Regions from separate parts of the Mus musculus genome. Here all the other regions are linked to region 3. The links are chromatin contacts, called in public Hi-C maps. All regions are on one chromosome and are shown on one strand. Each heading gives the region's core, a stretch centred on a gene start, on an enhancer-like site or on the middle of the called end of the contact. The rest is flanking DNA. Distances are from core to core; before and after follow the strand shown.

Evidence for each region. Hi-C and Micro-C count contacts between places; a contact is called where the count stands out from the background.
Region 1: a Hi-C map of cerebral cortex shows a contact between it and region 3, with 2.5 times the contacts expected there. The contact joins two enhancer-like sites. A contact is called at or near these places in 1 of 484 Hi-C or Micro-C datasets (cerebral cortex) and 5 of 115 datasets of contacts at active chromatin or transcription factors (astrocytes, differentiating embryonic stem cells, embryonic basal ganglia and 1 more).
Region 2: a contact with region 3 is called in a Hi-C map of cerebral cortex, with 5 times the contacts expected there. The contact joins two enhancer-like sites. A contact is called at or near these places in 5 of 39 promoter capture datasets (embryonic stem cells, hippocampal neurons, liver and 1 more), 1 of 15 datasets of contacts at CTCF or cohesin (embryonic stem cells), 49 of 484 Hi-C or Micro-C datasets (the G1E-ER4 cell line, the N1E-115 cell line, Sertoli cells and 28 more) and 4 of 115 datasets of contacts at active chromatin or transcription factors (T-cell acute lymphoblastic leukemia, cardiomyocytes, differentiating embryonic stem cells and 1 more).

What each region holds. Positions count from the first base shown.
Region 1 is chr12:29,082,203-29,084,902 of GRCm38.p6, reverse strand. No RefSeq gene overlaps it. Among named protein-coding and RNA genes, the nearest start is that of Gm31333, 58 kb to the left of the region's middle. Within about 2 kb of position 1,347, at least 57 of the 459 cell types and tissues checked have an H3K27ac peak or open chromatin away from gene starts, as enhancers often do. A contact at or near this core is called in cerebral cortex, where this site is marked.
Region 2 is chr12:28,588,123-28,590,822 of GRCm38.p6, reverse strand. No RefSeq gene overlaps it. Among named protein-coding and RNA genes, the nearest start is that of Allc, 6.9 kb to the right of the region's middle. Within about 2 kb of position 1,317, at least 93 of the 459 cell types and tissues checked have an H3K27ac peak or open chromatin away from gene starts, as enhancers often do. A contact at or near this core is called in cerebral cortex, cortical neurons and hippocampal neurons, where this site is marked.
Region 3 is chr12:28,837,048-28,839,747 of GRCm38.p6, reverse strand. All of the region lies in intron 4 of Eipr1 (EARP complex and GARP complex interacting protein 1), which reads right to left. Among named protein-coding and RNA genes, the nearest start is that of Gm46345, 71 kb to the right of the region's middle. Within about 2 kb of position 1,342, at least 10 of the 459 cell types and tissues checked have an H3K27ac peak or open chromatin away from gene starts, as enhancers often do. A contact at or near this core is called in cerebral cortex, cortical neurons and hippocampal neurons, where this site is marked.

The sequences.
Region 1 (2,700 bases), core at 98-2,597, 250 kb before region 3:
GGGGCTGGAATTCAGAGGAAGAAGCCACACGGCAGCTACAGCTGACAGTATTCAGCAGAATACTTCAGACTAATAGATTACAGATATTCTCAGGGTACAGAAATGATGTGCCTCAAGTGACAGGTGTGGCAATGACCCCAATCTTATCATTACACAGGGTCCATGTATTGAAATGTCACACAATAATGCATATGTACAGCCAGCCTCATCAGTTGAAAATAAGAGATGTATTAAAACACAAATGTAGGTCATGAACATGGTAGTGATTTCCAGTAGTTAAAATTGATGCTATGCCTGGTGCTTTCTTCTCTCTCAGACCCACTGCTCACACAGAGTCATCACGTGTAAAAAGGACTCTGCTCTGGCCTGTAGCACAAATTGGGGTGTGCCTTCTTCCACATCCTGGCGCCCTGATTCCTTCTTCACGTTGTCATCTGTAACACCCATCTCAGAGACTCTCCATCTTTGCTCACCACCCCACCCCACCAGGGCTCTCTTGACAGAGCAAAAACAAGACACAATTGAACGCATCAAATCCCGCGTGCTAAATCATATGTGAGCGTTTGCGTGCCGTCAAGCAATCAACTTCTCTCTGTCCTCCCTTCTGAAGCCCCCTCTGTATTGCAGCAGAGAATCCAAAGGGTTGCGATTTAGGAGAAAACCCCGGGAGGCCCCCATCACAAGTGGGTGTTGCGGCTCTGAGCTGAGAGAAGCCACAGAACCAGACTGCAGCCTGGCACACGCCGCCACTCTCCCTCTTTCTGCTGCCGATTGCCCACGATGAGGATGCCCGCCCAGGCTGGCAGAAAGTGCTTATCAGAGAATGTTCCCTGGCTGATCATAACTGATGCAGTGTGCTGTGTCAAATCGCTTCCTGTTTCCTGACTGCGGATGAGAAAGTGTGATCAGAGCAGAGAGCCTTTGCAACAGCTCAGAGCCATCACCCGGAACAGGTGCAGTCTCCCTCCATGCCTCCTACTCAGCCTGGCTGACACCCACCCCCATCCGGGGCTGGTCTTGGCTCACTGTAGAAAAGCTGTGGACTGGTTTGGGGAGACACTGAGATAGACTCCACAGCAAATAGCTCCCCCGGAGCAAGCTTGTGGGTCTCAGCTTCTACAGGATGCCAGCTTGGATTCTGCAGGACTCTCCATGTGAAGCTACTAGGTCTAAGAAAGCACCTCCTTCCATGGATGACCTCAGCGTGTTCCTTCCACCTCACTACCCTTGCTCATATTCATCATCAATCTTCGTCCACTTAGGGACCTCCCTTGGAGCAGGCACTCAGACATGCTCTTTGTTTTATTCTCATTCTCCACATGAACAAAAGGAGCCTCCTAGAAGTAAACAGTGAGGTCATATGGCTGTAAGCATCAGGGCTTGTCCTGGACACACTGCCCTAGTGTCCCTACAGTGTCCTCCCATCTGCCTGCTGTACCTTACCCAGCATCCACTAAGTCCCTCTCATTTGCTATTGTTACAAGTGCTAAGCTGCAATGGATTTTAAAACACTGATCACTCTCTCTGTCATTACACAACCGCTACCGTTCAAATGAATGGAGCTAGACCTAAAGTTAGACAGCTAACAAAGGTGTATCAGATAGAAAAGGGGGCAGTAAGTAAGGAAATGTAGACAGACTGGGCTACGAGGTCATGGCAGGTGAATGAGCCTCCCTGGGACAGAAGCACCAGAGGGAAGACAGAAGTTTCCAAATATGTCTGGAAGAAGAGTCTCCCAGAAGATGCACTGTGGGGTGCCCACATGAAGAGACAGGGGAGGGACTGAGGAAGCTAGGAGGATGAAGACAGCCAAGGCCACTGTAGGTGACAGTGAGTTCCCAGGGAATCAGACACCGCAGTGAAGACCTCAGGCGTTTTTTTTCCTGGGTTTGACAGGCACTAAAAAAAACGTTCCGAGCAGCAAGCCAAGGAGACCAGATATTGTTGGACTAGGACTTAAATCTTCAAGAGCAGCAGTTGAGAAACTCGGGAGACTGTACCAAAAAATCCAGGGGAAGGTAATAGGCCAGGGTGGTGGGGAGCCAGTTAGCGCTGAGTTCTTTTCAGGTAGCAGGGTAGGAAAGCCCAGAGCTTTGACAGCTACAAGTCACCGGCTTTCATAAAGCAGGCACAAGCCCAGCTTGGGAACTTCAGAAATAATGTGTGCTTGGAATGAAGCCCTTCTTCTAATGCAGGAAAGCCTACTGAAGAAGAAGTGAGATGGTGCCATGCCCCACCACCGAGGGGCATGTCCACTTGCCCCCTGCCAAGGCACACTCCCATCACTGTGCCATGCACTTTGAAGCTCTGTTTGCTTTGCTTTAGTTTGTTTTATGCCTTCTCATAAGCAATCCAAACCTTGCATTTGGGGCATCCCCTCCCTCTGCTTTTTTACTGATTCTGAATATCACTATATATTTTACAGTCTGAGGCAGTTTTTTTTTTAATTTTATGTAAGTAGAATTATAGTCTCTGTCTTTCTTCATTTCTTTTCCTACTCATGATTCTTTTGAGATCTATTCATCTGGTTTCTATTGATTTGGTCTGTTGGCTGCTCTGCTGTGTGCCACCCGTTTTATGTGCAGGCAACAGCTTCTTCATTTCCCTGCCAAAAGGCACCCAGGTCATCCCACCAAATCACAAATGCTCCACGAGTATGCAAAGCTTCACGGCCTGCATGTCTTTACGCACTTTGTAAGA
Region 2 (2,700 bases), core at 68-2,567, 250 kb after region 3:
GCGAACAGCATCCTTCTGCATCTTCCCTCTTAGGGGTGGAGTTAGCTGTCGAGTGGCTGGGCTGCCTTCAACGTGCTTGAGTAACATCTTGACATATATGGCAGTCAAATGGGAAAGAGACTCTACCCGGGTCCAGTTAAGCATCCACAGTGTGTGAGACTGCTCTGCTCCAGGTCGGGGTGGGGGATGGGCATGTCTTCGGACCCAGATGGCCCTGGAGAGCACTGAGGAGGTGTCTACATCTCCCTGCTCACCCGTGGCATCTGCTGCCCGTGGAATCTCTCCCTTGCCTCGTGTCCACTTATCCTGGAGGCGAGGGTGAGCCTTGGAGTCTTCTGTGTGAGAGTGCTGCCGTATAACCGGGTAGAGGGTCATCAGGGACGCCCTCTAGCCTAGTTCTCAGTGCTCCGGGGGCTGCCTGAGGGAATTTTTTATCTTCCTGTACAGTGGGATCTGTCTGCCCTCCCTTCTCTCCTCCCCTTCCCTTCTCCAACATGAACGCCTTGACCTCTTGAAGTCAACTTGAGCGAGCAGCTGTATGTTCACAGCAACTGGCCCAGCCATGTCCCAAGCTGGGATGAGACATTTACATGCATATTTTGCATTACAATTCATAACAGTAGCAAAATTACAGTTATGAAGTAACAACAAAATAATTTTACGAATGTAAGTCACCACAACATGAGGAACTGAATTAAAGGGTTGCAGCACTAGGAAGGTTGCGAACCATTGCTCTAGGATGTCTTACAAACTTACTCTCATACCTAGGCTTGCATCGGCATTAATACCTAACTGGAACGGAAGGTGAACCAGAGCTCTGCTCTGCTCTGCACCTTATGGGAGATTAGAAGTACCAGGCACCTTGTAGTTTCCTCTGTTAAGCTCCATTTAGGCAAATTTGTGTTAATATAAAACATAGCAACGGCGTTCTAGCCATTGTTTATACCTGGTACATTTACATTACGGTGACTGCTTTGAAGCAGATCAGGTTAGGTACAAACACCTGGGCGCGGAGCCAGACCTCCGTCCTGAATTCCCTTCCCGAGATTCAGGAGGGAACCTCAGTTCAGACCGGGGGCGGGTGGGGGCGGGGCTGGCTGCGCAGCAGGGCTGTGGCGGCTCAGGCGAGAGCTGAGATTCATTAGGTGCCGCAGTGAGGCGTGACCGGAAAGCTGGCGTGGGTGTCCTCTTTAGAATCCTCTGAGGAGTACAGGCTGAGATAAGATGAGCAAAGAGACAGCCTCGGGCCGTGGGTCAGGGATGTCAATGCATGGTGCCACACTGCCACCCAGTGGGAAAGATAGAGAAAGCCAGAGAGGTTTGCCCAGCTGGAGGAGTGCCGGGGCACTAGCAAATAGTCTCTGGTCGGTCGGTAGGTCTGTCTGTCCGCCTGTCTGTCTCTCTTTCTCTCTCTTGTGCATGTGTTCAAGAACGAGGGAGTATGACAGGGAAAAAAAAGGGAGAGGGAGAGTCAGTAAGAGAGAAAGGGAGAGGAGAGGGAGAGAGGCAGAACAAAGGAGGGCAGAGCAGTGGGGAAGGAGAACTCTAGGCTAGGAAGGGAGGCCAAGGCCATGGTGCCCTTCTTCAGAAAATGGCTCCATCCATACCTATCTCTGTGGTTTTCCACCCTCAAGAGACCACTGGAGTGTGTTTGCACAAGCCTAGTGGCCATTTAGGCAGAGCGAATGTAAAGCTAGTTAGGAACGCCCTGGCCATGGCTGTAGGTGGAGGGATGTGGCATGTCTAGATTCCATGGCCAGCACCTTGAAGTCCCAGTGCAAAGGTTCACCCAGGCTGGTGGAAAAGATCCTGGGAGAGATGGATGTAGGGTACTTCTGCTCTGTCGGGCTCAGCTCTATCATTTCTCTCACGGGCAGCCATTCACCTGGCCGTTCCAGCTGATCAGGCTCTCCTCTCTAGCCTACATGTCACACAGTGACTGAAGGATGTCTGGGAACCCTGAGAGCAAATTCTGTTATTGTGTGCCCACAGGGGAATGTGGCCGGGAGGAAGCTGAGCCCTGCGCTCTCCTAGTTTGCTTCTCCGTGGCTGTGATAACACCACCACCAGAATCAGCTTGAGGAAGAAAGGGTTTATTTGGCTCACAGGCCACACAGTTCATCATGAAGGGGAGATAGGGCTCAAGCAGGAACCTGGAGGCTGGGACTGAAGCAGAAGCCATGGAGGGATGCTGCTTCCTGGCTTGCCCCGCGACTTGCTCAGCCTGCTTCCTTACAGAACACAAGACCGCCTGCTCAGGGTGGCACTACCCAAAGTGAGCGGGTCCCTCCCACATCAATCACACATCAAGAAAACACCCCACAGACTTGCCTATGTGCAAATGTGATAGGGGCAACTCCTCAACTGAAATCTCAGGAAATTCTAGCTGGGGTCCAGTTAAAAACACAAGCAGACAGCTAACCACTGACCCAGTCAACAGGTTCAACCCAACTCACTTAAACAGACCTATTCCAAAGCGGATGCTACTTAAGCTGTAAGTAGAAAGATCAGTTTGGTAAATTCACACAGAAATAAATTGCTGGGAAGCCACAGGAACAACCTGATGCACCGGTTATGGAAGGAACAAAACCCATGAATCACATTGCATACATTGCGTGCAGATCTGTGTGGGTTCCTTGGCTACTGTGGCTGTGGATGCTGTTGCCAGGCTGCTGAGACTGTTGCCATGGAAGCTGGCTT
Region 3 (2,700 bases), core at 93-2,592:
TATTCTGCACACAAAGTCAAATGCCCAAGTTAAAAAATGTGAAATTAGAAACGCTGGCATCCCTCATATTCTCCCCTCCTGGGATGACTGACACACTGCTTGGGTCACATGCTCTCTATGTCATCTCTAACATGCAGGGTACAAATAGCACATTACAAAGGTTCCTGGAGGATTGTCACCAGTCACTGACATCACTGTGTAATCTCTGTTCTTTCTTAAAATTATCCCGGTCATTCTAGGTCAAACACACACACTTCTATCTATAGGCTTCACAGAAGTAAATTATATAGATTTCTGTGATTTTTTCATATTTTTTAATTTTTATTTTCTGTGCATGGGTTTTTTGCCTGCAAATATGTCTATGTACTACATGAGGCCAGAAATGGGCATCAGATATCAGATCCCCTGGACCTGGAGTTACAGACAGTTGCAAGCTGCCGCGTGAGCACTAGGAATCGAACCCAGGTCCTTTGCAGGAACAGTGAGTGCTTTGACCACCGACCGAGCCCCAGAATTCTGTGTCTTTAACATCTGGTTACTACTATATGACAGTTCTGGGCTTCTGTCCAACTTTTCACACAACTGATTTGTATAGTAAAGCAGTACGTATCTTGGAGATACACTTCTTGGCACCCGTGAAGATCAAATCAGTTCTAGAACTGCAATTTCAGGTTCAACAGGCAGATGTGCTTGCAGATCTTCCCCACAGAGGTGCTTCCCATAAATGTGATCCTGACCATTCTGTTAAGAACTCCCAATTCCCCTCCAAAGCATATGTGCTGTTTTGATTTACATTTCCTTGACAACGAGATAGTTTCTACATCCTGTAAAGTGTGACTGGTTGCCTCTAGTTCTCTTGCAAGCCCCTTGTTCTTTATGACATGGTCTCTAAAAGGCACCCATTACAGGAGCTTGCTAACCTGCAAGGACTCATTCTCCATCTTTCACTCTTCTCAGGGAGCAGAGGCCTGAGTGGGTGAGGAATTACGGGATGAGAGAAATGACCAGTCTTTCTTTTAGAACTTAAATCTAATCAACTGTAAAATAAAAACCATTAAAATATTCACAACATTAATCAGAATCCATAATTTGTTCAACAAAAATGTGAAAATCTCAAAGTTAGGAGTTGCTGTGTCAAGCAGCTTGAGAAAGTGCTATCAAGCCTCTCCCACAGGGCTGGACTGCAAAAGATAGGGAGCAGAAGAGCAGTGTGGCTTCTAGGCCAGCAGAGAGCTCTCTGATGCACACAAGCAGCTAGAGGCGACACAGGACCAAACCTTAGCAGCGCAATGCAATAAAACTGTATTTACTTGAGGCCCCAGTGAGTGGGAGGTGAACGCTGCCTACATTATTGCCCAAGGGAAAGGATTGGTGGGGATGCAGGGTGCTTCACTTGTTCAGAGTGACTCACTATGCTGAGTCTTTTCTCAGTAAAATAGCCGAGCCATCCATTTAATGTCAATTCATGCTACAGCTCTGCTCCAAACCAGGGCACCCTCCTCATGACCATCCTTCTTGCAATCTTCAAGAACAGGCGTGGAGCGCTCAGAGACATGGCAAAGCCCCCTCACACATTACAGACAAGCACCTGGGAGGAGAGAGCATGCCGCAGTCTTGGCTATCAGGCCACACGGCCAGCCTCTACAGATTACCCCACAGAATATCAACCCAGGAGTTCAGAGGAATTCAAAATGGCCCAGGCTTTGGCCAGAATAGCTCAGGAAGGGGCCTCCTGGGGGCTGCATCCTGACAGAAGGAGAAATATAATGCTCAGCCTGCTCATTCTGTGTGCTGTGACTCTACCTGTCCCCAGCCTCCCTGTGAGAGCACAGTGCTCCAGCCCTGCAGGACCAGCATCTGCATTCCCATCCCAGCAGCTGCTAGACACCACTGTAGCCTCTTCCCTGCCCTTGGCCCACAGCACTCTCACTTCCAACAAAAGGAGCCCTTCCTGGGTGTAAGACTCAGCAGAGAGAAGTCAGATACCTTGTAGCCAAAAGCCACATCTTTGAGGAGAGAGTGTGAGTCCCGTGGTTTAACAGGCCACAGGCAGAAAATGCTCATGAAAAGAGCTTTCTTTTTTCAACACTGAGTAAGGAATTTCAATGAAAGTCATTTTTATGAATCTGAAAGTCACAAATGATTTCTATTAGCAACCGAGAAGCTGAGGTGCAAGCCTACAAGCAAAAATTCCGCAGAAACAGGGAAGAAAAACAAAAAAGCCAGCATGGTGGTGCACACCTTTAACCCCAGTACTCTGGAGGCAAAGACTGGTGGGTCGCTGTGAGTTTGAGGGGCTGCAGAAGTGGTGTCCGCAAGAGAGTGCAGGTTACATGACAGGGACAGATGCTGGTGCTCAGCTCACTTTGTCCTGTCTGGTCAGTTCAGGACCCCAGTCTCTGAGATGATGACCAGTCTACCTTGATTACGGTAGGTCCTCTTCAGACCATGTTTTATGTGTTCACTCATACAAAGTCTGGGGACTAAATTTGGGCTTACACATGATATCCATTCAGATGTAGCAGCAGCAACTTTGGTCACTAGAAGCATCCTTCAAAAACACGTCCATGCACGTACATACACACAAGGCACATGCGGTAACAACCAAAACTTGGTGTGGCTTCCTGGTATTTCAAAGGTGTCTGCAGTGGGCTGAGGCCTTCGAGTTCTTGCCTTACAATTGTCTGTCTTTCCTGTTCA